Linked DNA regions of Rattus norvegicus: region 1 is linked to region 2. The links are chromatin contacts, called in public Hi-C maps. All regions are on one chromosome and are shown on one strand. Each heading gives the region's core, a stretch centred on a gene start, on an enhancer-like site or on the middle of the called end of the contact. The rest is flanking DNA. Distances are from core to core; before and after follow the strand shown. Region 1 holds the start of Gabbr2 (gamma-aminobutyric acid type B receptor subunit 2). Region 2 overlaps Gabbr2 (gamma-aminobutyric acid type B receptor subunit 2).

Region 1 (2,700 bases), core at 70-2,569, 270 kb after region 2:
AGTCTTCTTGGGAACTTAGACAAGAAGGTGTGAGACAAAGATTTGGGATGGAAAGGTCTGGTTCTCCAGCTTTGCTCAAAAGAGGAGGTCGGAGGGGAAACCTCTGCTACACTCCAAGTCTAGGCTCCCACCACTGGGATGCCTCAAGTGTGCACCTGCTCAACTGTGCCAGCAGCTGCCCAACAAAAGTGGCAGCGCGACCGGACACCACAACACGTCCCGGGCTAGATCTGTCAAGCCACTCTATGAGCAACTAACCCAAGGCGGGGAGAGGGGGAAGGGGAGTCTCCCAAAACTGCTCGAGCTGGACAGATCTAGGCAGCAGCGCTGCAGAGCCCTCCCGGCTCCAAGGCTGACCGTGGCGCGCAAGCCCTGAGCTGCAGAAGCGCACCACAGGACCTGTCCTGCCCGGAGCTTGCCCCGCCTAGGGTCCTGGAGCCCTCTGGCCCTAAAAGGGCGTCTTGTATTTTTTTAGGGTCTGGGAATAGGCCCCATAGCCTGTCCAGCTGTGGCTGGCCCAGTTTGTAGTCAATGTGCTTGTTCCTCACACTTGGCACCCCCATAACCCTAGGAGCGGCACCAGGACAGGGGCAACCATCACAGGCCTCTGGGGGTTCAACCTTTCCCATCTCTACTCCTCCTCTGGTCAAAGAAGACCCCATTCCACACCCACGCACACATACTCCCAGAGGTAGAAAAGGTGCTCACAAATCAGGGTCCCACCTGCACCAGCCAAGCCCAGTGGGACCCTGATGGTCACAGTTCGCGATCAGTCAGCGAGGATCAGACAATTACGGCTCTGTCCCTCCTAGACACCCCCAGCCCCGACGGCATGGGCGACTGGACACTTACCTCGGTGTCATAGAGTCGCAGGTCCAGGAAGTAGGGGCGCAGGAGTGACTCGTTGCGGATCTGCTCGATGGCTAGCTCCACGGCGGGGAGCACGCCGCGCCCGATGCTGCCCTTGGCCACCTCCTTGGTGAGCGGCATGAGGCCCATGATGGAGAGCGGCGGGCTGCTGGGCGGCGGCCGGGGGGCGCCCCGCGTCCAGCCCCAGGCCCCGGGCGCCAACCACAGCAGCAGCGACAGCAGCAGGGGCAGCAGCAGGCGCGCGGGCGGCGGCGGCGGCGGCGGCGGCCGGGGCTGCCCGGAGCTCGGCGGGGAAGCCATGCCGCGCCGCGGGCTGCGGGCGCCAGCTCACTCGGCCCGCATGGCCTGGCCCGGCCCGCCGCCCGGCGCCGAGCTTTGCCCGCGGCTCCCGCGCAATGGCGCCGGCACGGGCCCCGGCTCGGCTCCGGCTTCTGCTCGCTCAGAACGGCCGCGGCGGTGGCGGCGCCCGTGACGGATCAATCACGCCGGGAAGGGGTGGGAGCCAGCGGAGTGCGGGAGGCGGGGAGCCAGCGAGCGAGCGAGCGCCGAGGGGGCCGAGTCTCCGCGCGCCTCTCTCCAGCGCGGCCGCCCCGCACCCGGCCGCCTCCTCCCGCCTCCGTGCGCGATCGCAGCTCTTTCCTGCTCCGAGCCGCGGGCCGGCGGACCCTGGAGCCCGGCCAGGGGAGGGAGAGCGGCGGGAGGCTCGGGAGGCGAAAGCAAGGCTGCTGAGCGGCGGTTCGGGCCGCCTCCGGGGACAGGGACGGGCCGTGCGCGCCGGGGGAGGGGGAGGCGCCGGCGCTGCGGCGGCCGCGGGGAGGGCCGTGCTCCCGGCACACGCACACTCGCGCCCGGGGCGCCGCGCGGCGCCGGCTGCTGTGGCCGGCTGACCCCGGCGGGAACCTAAGCTCCAGAGCACCACGGTCTAGGGAATCGGGCCCCGGAGCTGCTACGCGCGGGGGACGCGGGCGCCTCGCCCTGCGCTTCCTGTAGCACCTGCAAGGTGGTTGGGTACTGCTTCTCTTAGGTCTGGGCGGGTGAGTCGAGGGAACGGACGTTCCACAAAGGTGTCCTGGGGCACCGGGAGCCTGCGCTCTCCTGTGCCAGCTACCGCAGCCCCTGGAACCCTTGATCTAGCCTGGAGTCCTTTGCCAACCCAGGCCAGGACTGGGATCCCAGACCTAAGAGTACTACCGCCCCCTTCAGTCATTTGACCTCTCAGTGTCCCCAGTCCCAGAGGGCCCCGCCTTAAAATTCTCCCCTGGGTGGGAACTCTATCTTCAGTCCCAAGAAGCACATCACAACCCTGGACTTGGCTGGTTGTCTCCCAGGTGACATAAGCACAGTGGATAACCCCAGTCAAAGTAGTCCTGGCAAGATGAACCTGAGTGACCCCTCTGTGCCTCCCCATGAACCCTGGCATGAGCACTAATGTACAAAATTCCAACGCCTGATTAATGCAAGGGTACATTACATTATAAAACAGCCCATCCAAGCATTGTGGACCATAAGCACGACCTTGTAACAAGGGTGGGAGTTTAACCTTCACTGACTGCTTGCTACCTGACATATCTGATGTATCCCCAAAACAGACGTATGAACTTAGTACATTGGGTCTATCATTCCTGCTTTACAGGAGAATGCTGGACAGTAGGTCGATAATATACAGCTAACACAGGGGAATCAGAATGCACAGCCACAAAGGACTTTTCTGCACCCCTGGTGTTGGAAAGCCCCTCAGAAAGAAGGGCACAGAGGGCACGGTGCTCTCAGTCACTCTAGATCCGCTCCCTCCACACATTTTGTAAGGAGTCATCTAAATGGAGTGTGTAT
Region 2 (2,700 bases), core at 71-2,570:
AACTACCAGCACCCACCCGGGTTCCCAGCTCTTCAGCTGCTCACTCTGCCTCCTTGCTATCCTTCTAGAAGTGACCACCATTATCCTAACAGTCCATCATTCGTTCATAAGTGATCCACTCATTCATTCATTCATTCATTCTAGGGACTTGGAGCTTTAATACACAGTCTCATTTAACCCTTCGAGTCCTAGGATAGCTCCACTTTTACAGAAGAGTGAATGAACTGTAAGGTTCAGAGGTGTTAGTAGCTAAGGCAAAGTCACACAGCTCGGAAGCCATGTTGTGGGGGTTTGGATGCAGACACCTGCCAAAGGCCTCTCTCTAGGGACATGTTAAAAATGAATAAAGTCACTTAAGTATACTCCAGAAGGGGTAAATTTTGTGGCATCTTGATTTTTTTTTTTAAACAATCCAAATGGGCAAATGTTTGGCTGGGATACTTGACCGGCAGACAGAATTCGGTTGGCCTGTTGACCTGTTTGTCCTGGTAAAAGCCAGTTGACAGCTCGGTGTCTCTGAAAGCCTGACAGCTGAGCTTGGACCCTGAAACCCACATGGTAGGAAAGAGTGGGTCCCTGCAATGTCTTCTGATCCCCACATGCGTGCTTTGCACATACGCATGCTCCCTTCTTGTAATAAATCAATGTACTAAATCAAAAAGATATGCTTAGGGTTTTTTGTTTGTTCTGTTTTTGTTTTTGTTTTAAAGGAGAAGACGACTCATGGCAGGCATCCTTGTAATCTGGCGTTTGAAGCCTTACCCTAGCTTAGCATTGCTGGGCAGGCTCTGTCTTGCCCCCAGGGGAGGGAGAAGGTTACCACCTTTTGGTGGCCTTCCTCAGGGTTGGAAGGAAAGGCTAAACCTGGGTAAGGAGATGTGGATGGTGTTGAATTCTGGGGTGGACTGGACTTGTGGGGGTGCTTCACAGAGCTCCTGGCTGGCTCTCCCCCCTCCCCCGCCCCCAGCAGTGCTGCTGAGTCAGGAGCATGGCAGGCTCTGTGGGCCTTGTTGTCCACCAAGCCCCTGGGTCCTCTCTGTGCATCTCTCTCTGTGGAGTGCTCCCTGGTTTCCCGTGCCCTGGCTGAGGTTCCTGCCCAGACTTCACGGGACTGTCAGCGTAGTTTCTCTTGTCACCTGTCCGGCTCCTGTTCTAGCTGCCGGGGGGGGGGGGGGGGGTTAGAGTCCCTGAGCCAGGTGGACTTGTCATCTGTGAGTCCCTATTCCCTTCCCCCAGCACCAGGGCTTTGCCCACACCCAGCATCCTTCCCAGCGGCTCTGTGCCCACAGGGGCCGTGTTGCTATGGTGACTCTACTTCTGACAGTGTCCAGGGAGACGGCACTACCACGGAGCTGGAGCTGCTTGCAGGACTTGCTGAAGCTGGCACTGAAGACTGGGAAGGTTCCAGAAAGGATCGAGGGTGGGGGATGGGGTTGAGTGCGGTTGCTTCCCCAGCAGTAACAACGGCGGTGTGGCGTGTGTACATGCAAGTCCATGTGTGCCCCTGCGTGGACTCTAATGGCCTTTCTAAGCAGATAGCGGAGGGCTATGTGTGGGGAGACAGAACAGAGTGACATCGTAAACCAGTAAGCTGTTCATGATGGAGGCCGTCTTGGGTGCCCACCTCATCTCCTGGCTTGGAGGGTGTGGCTGACCTGGAGACCAGGTTGCAACCAGCATGGTAGAAATGGGGATATTCTAAAGAGATAGCCATGTCCATCATTCTGACTATGAAACTATTGAAACAATTGGCCCCAGGAAATGAGAATTTCCCAGGAACTCATGCTGGGAGAAGGAAAAGTCCTCAGAGAACTAGTCTTCTGGACAGAGTCCTAAGAAAGACTTCCTCTGAGGATGAGGCTGTGGTGGGTCAGTGGCGGGATGGGCTGCACCTCAATTAGGACCGCTCAGATGTGCCACACTCTTGGCCCTCTTGGTTGCTTGAGACAAGGTTTCTCTGTGTAGCCCTGGCTGTCCTGGAATTCACTCTGTAGACCAGACTGGCCTCCAACTCACAGAGATTCATCTGCCTCTGCCTCCCAAGTGCTGGGATTAAGGACATGAGGCACCACGGCTTGGCCTGCATTTAGCCTTTTAAGGAAAGGCTTATTTTGTGTGTGTGTGTGTGTGTGTGTGTGTGTGTGTGTGTGCATGTGCATATACGTGTGCGTGTATGTGTGCGTGTGTGCCACGAGTGTGCAGGTGCCCACGGAGGCCTGCAAAGGCCACTGGGTCTTCTGGAGCTGGAGAACAGGTGGGTGTAAGCCACCAGTGTGGGAATTGCGAATCAAACCTGGGAGCTCTGCAAGAGCAGCCTCTCTCTTAGCAGTTGTCCCATCACCCCAGTCCCTAGATTAATCCTCCCTCAGGACCCTGGTGACGACAGGCTCACAAGCTCACACCTGTTACTGGATCTTAATGTCCCTCTTTCTAATGTGGCCACATTGACTAAACCTCCTTCTCCTGCTTTTTACTATTTGGCTGTTTTAAAACTAGGTTCTTGAGGGCAGATGGCTGAACTTGACTTTTCTGGGTGTAGACTGTGACCCCAGGTTTGGTAACAAAAGTGACATGCTGTGATGTTTTCCTTGTCTCTACCACTTTGTCATTCCACTATCTCATTTAATTCACATCTCTCCCTACCCTGTGAGATAGGGCTGTTATGCCCATTTTACAGAGGACAAAAATGAGGCTGAGTTT

The links. Hi-C and Micro-C count contacts between places; a contact is called where the count stands out from the background.
Region 1: a contact with region 2 is called in a Hi-C map of prefrontal cortex, with 2.0 times the contacts expected there. The contact joins the promoter of Gabbr2 here to the enhancer-like site in region 2. A contact is called at or near these places in 1 of 12 Hi-C or Micro-C datasets (prefrontal cortex) and 1 of 1 datasets of contacts at active chromatin or transcription factors (oligodendrocytes).

The regions. Positions count from the first base shown.
Region 1 is chr5:66,082,376-66,085,075 of GRCr8, forward strand. Gabbr2 (gamma-aminobutyric acid type B receptor subunit 2) reads right to left here and starts at 1,320. Exons shown (of 19, transcript NM_031802.2): 1 at 853-1,320. The coding sequence starts at 1,170.
Region 2 is chr5:65,811,866-65,814,565 of GRCr8, forward strand. All of the region lies in intron 11 of Gabbr2 (gamma-aminobutyric acid type B receptor subunit 2), which reads right to left. Among named protein-coding and RNA genes, the nearest start is that of Tbc1d2, 86 kb to the left of the region's middle. Within about 2 kb of position 1,321, at least 26 of the 93 cell types and tissues checked have an H3K27ac peak or open chromatin away from gene starts, as enhancers often do. A contact at or near this core is called in prefrontal cortex, where this site is marked.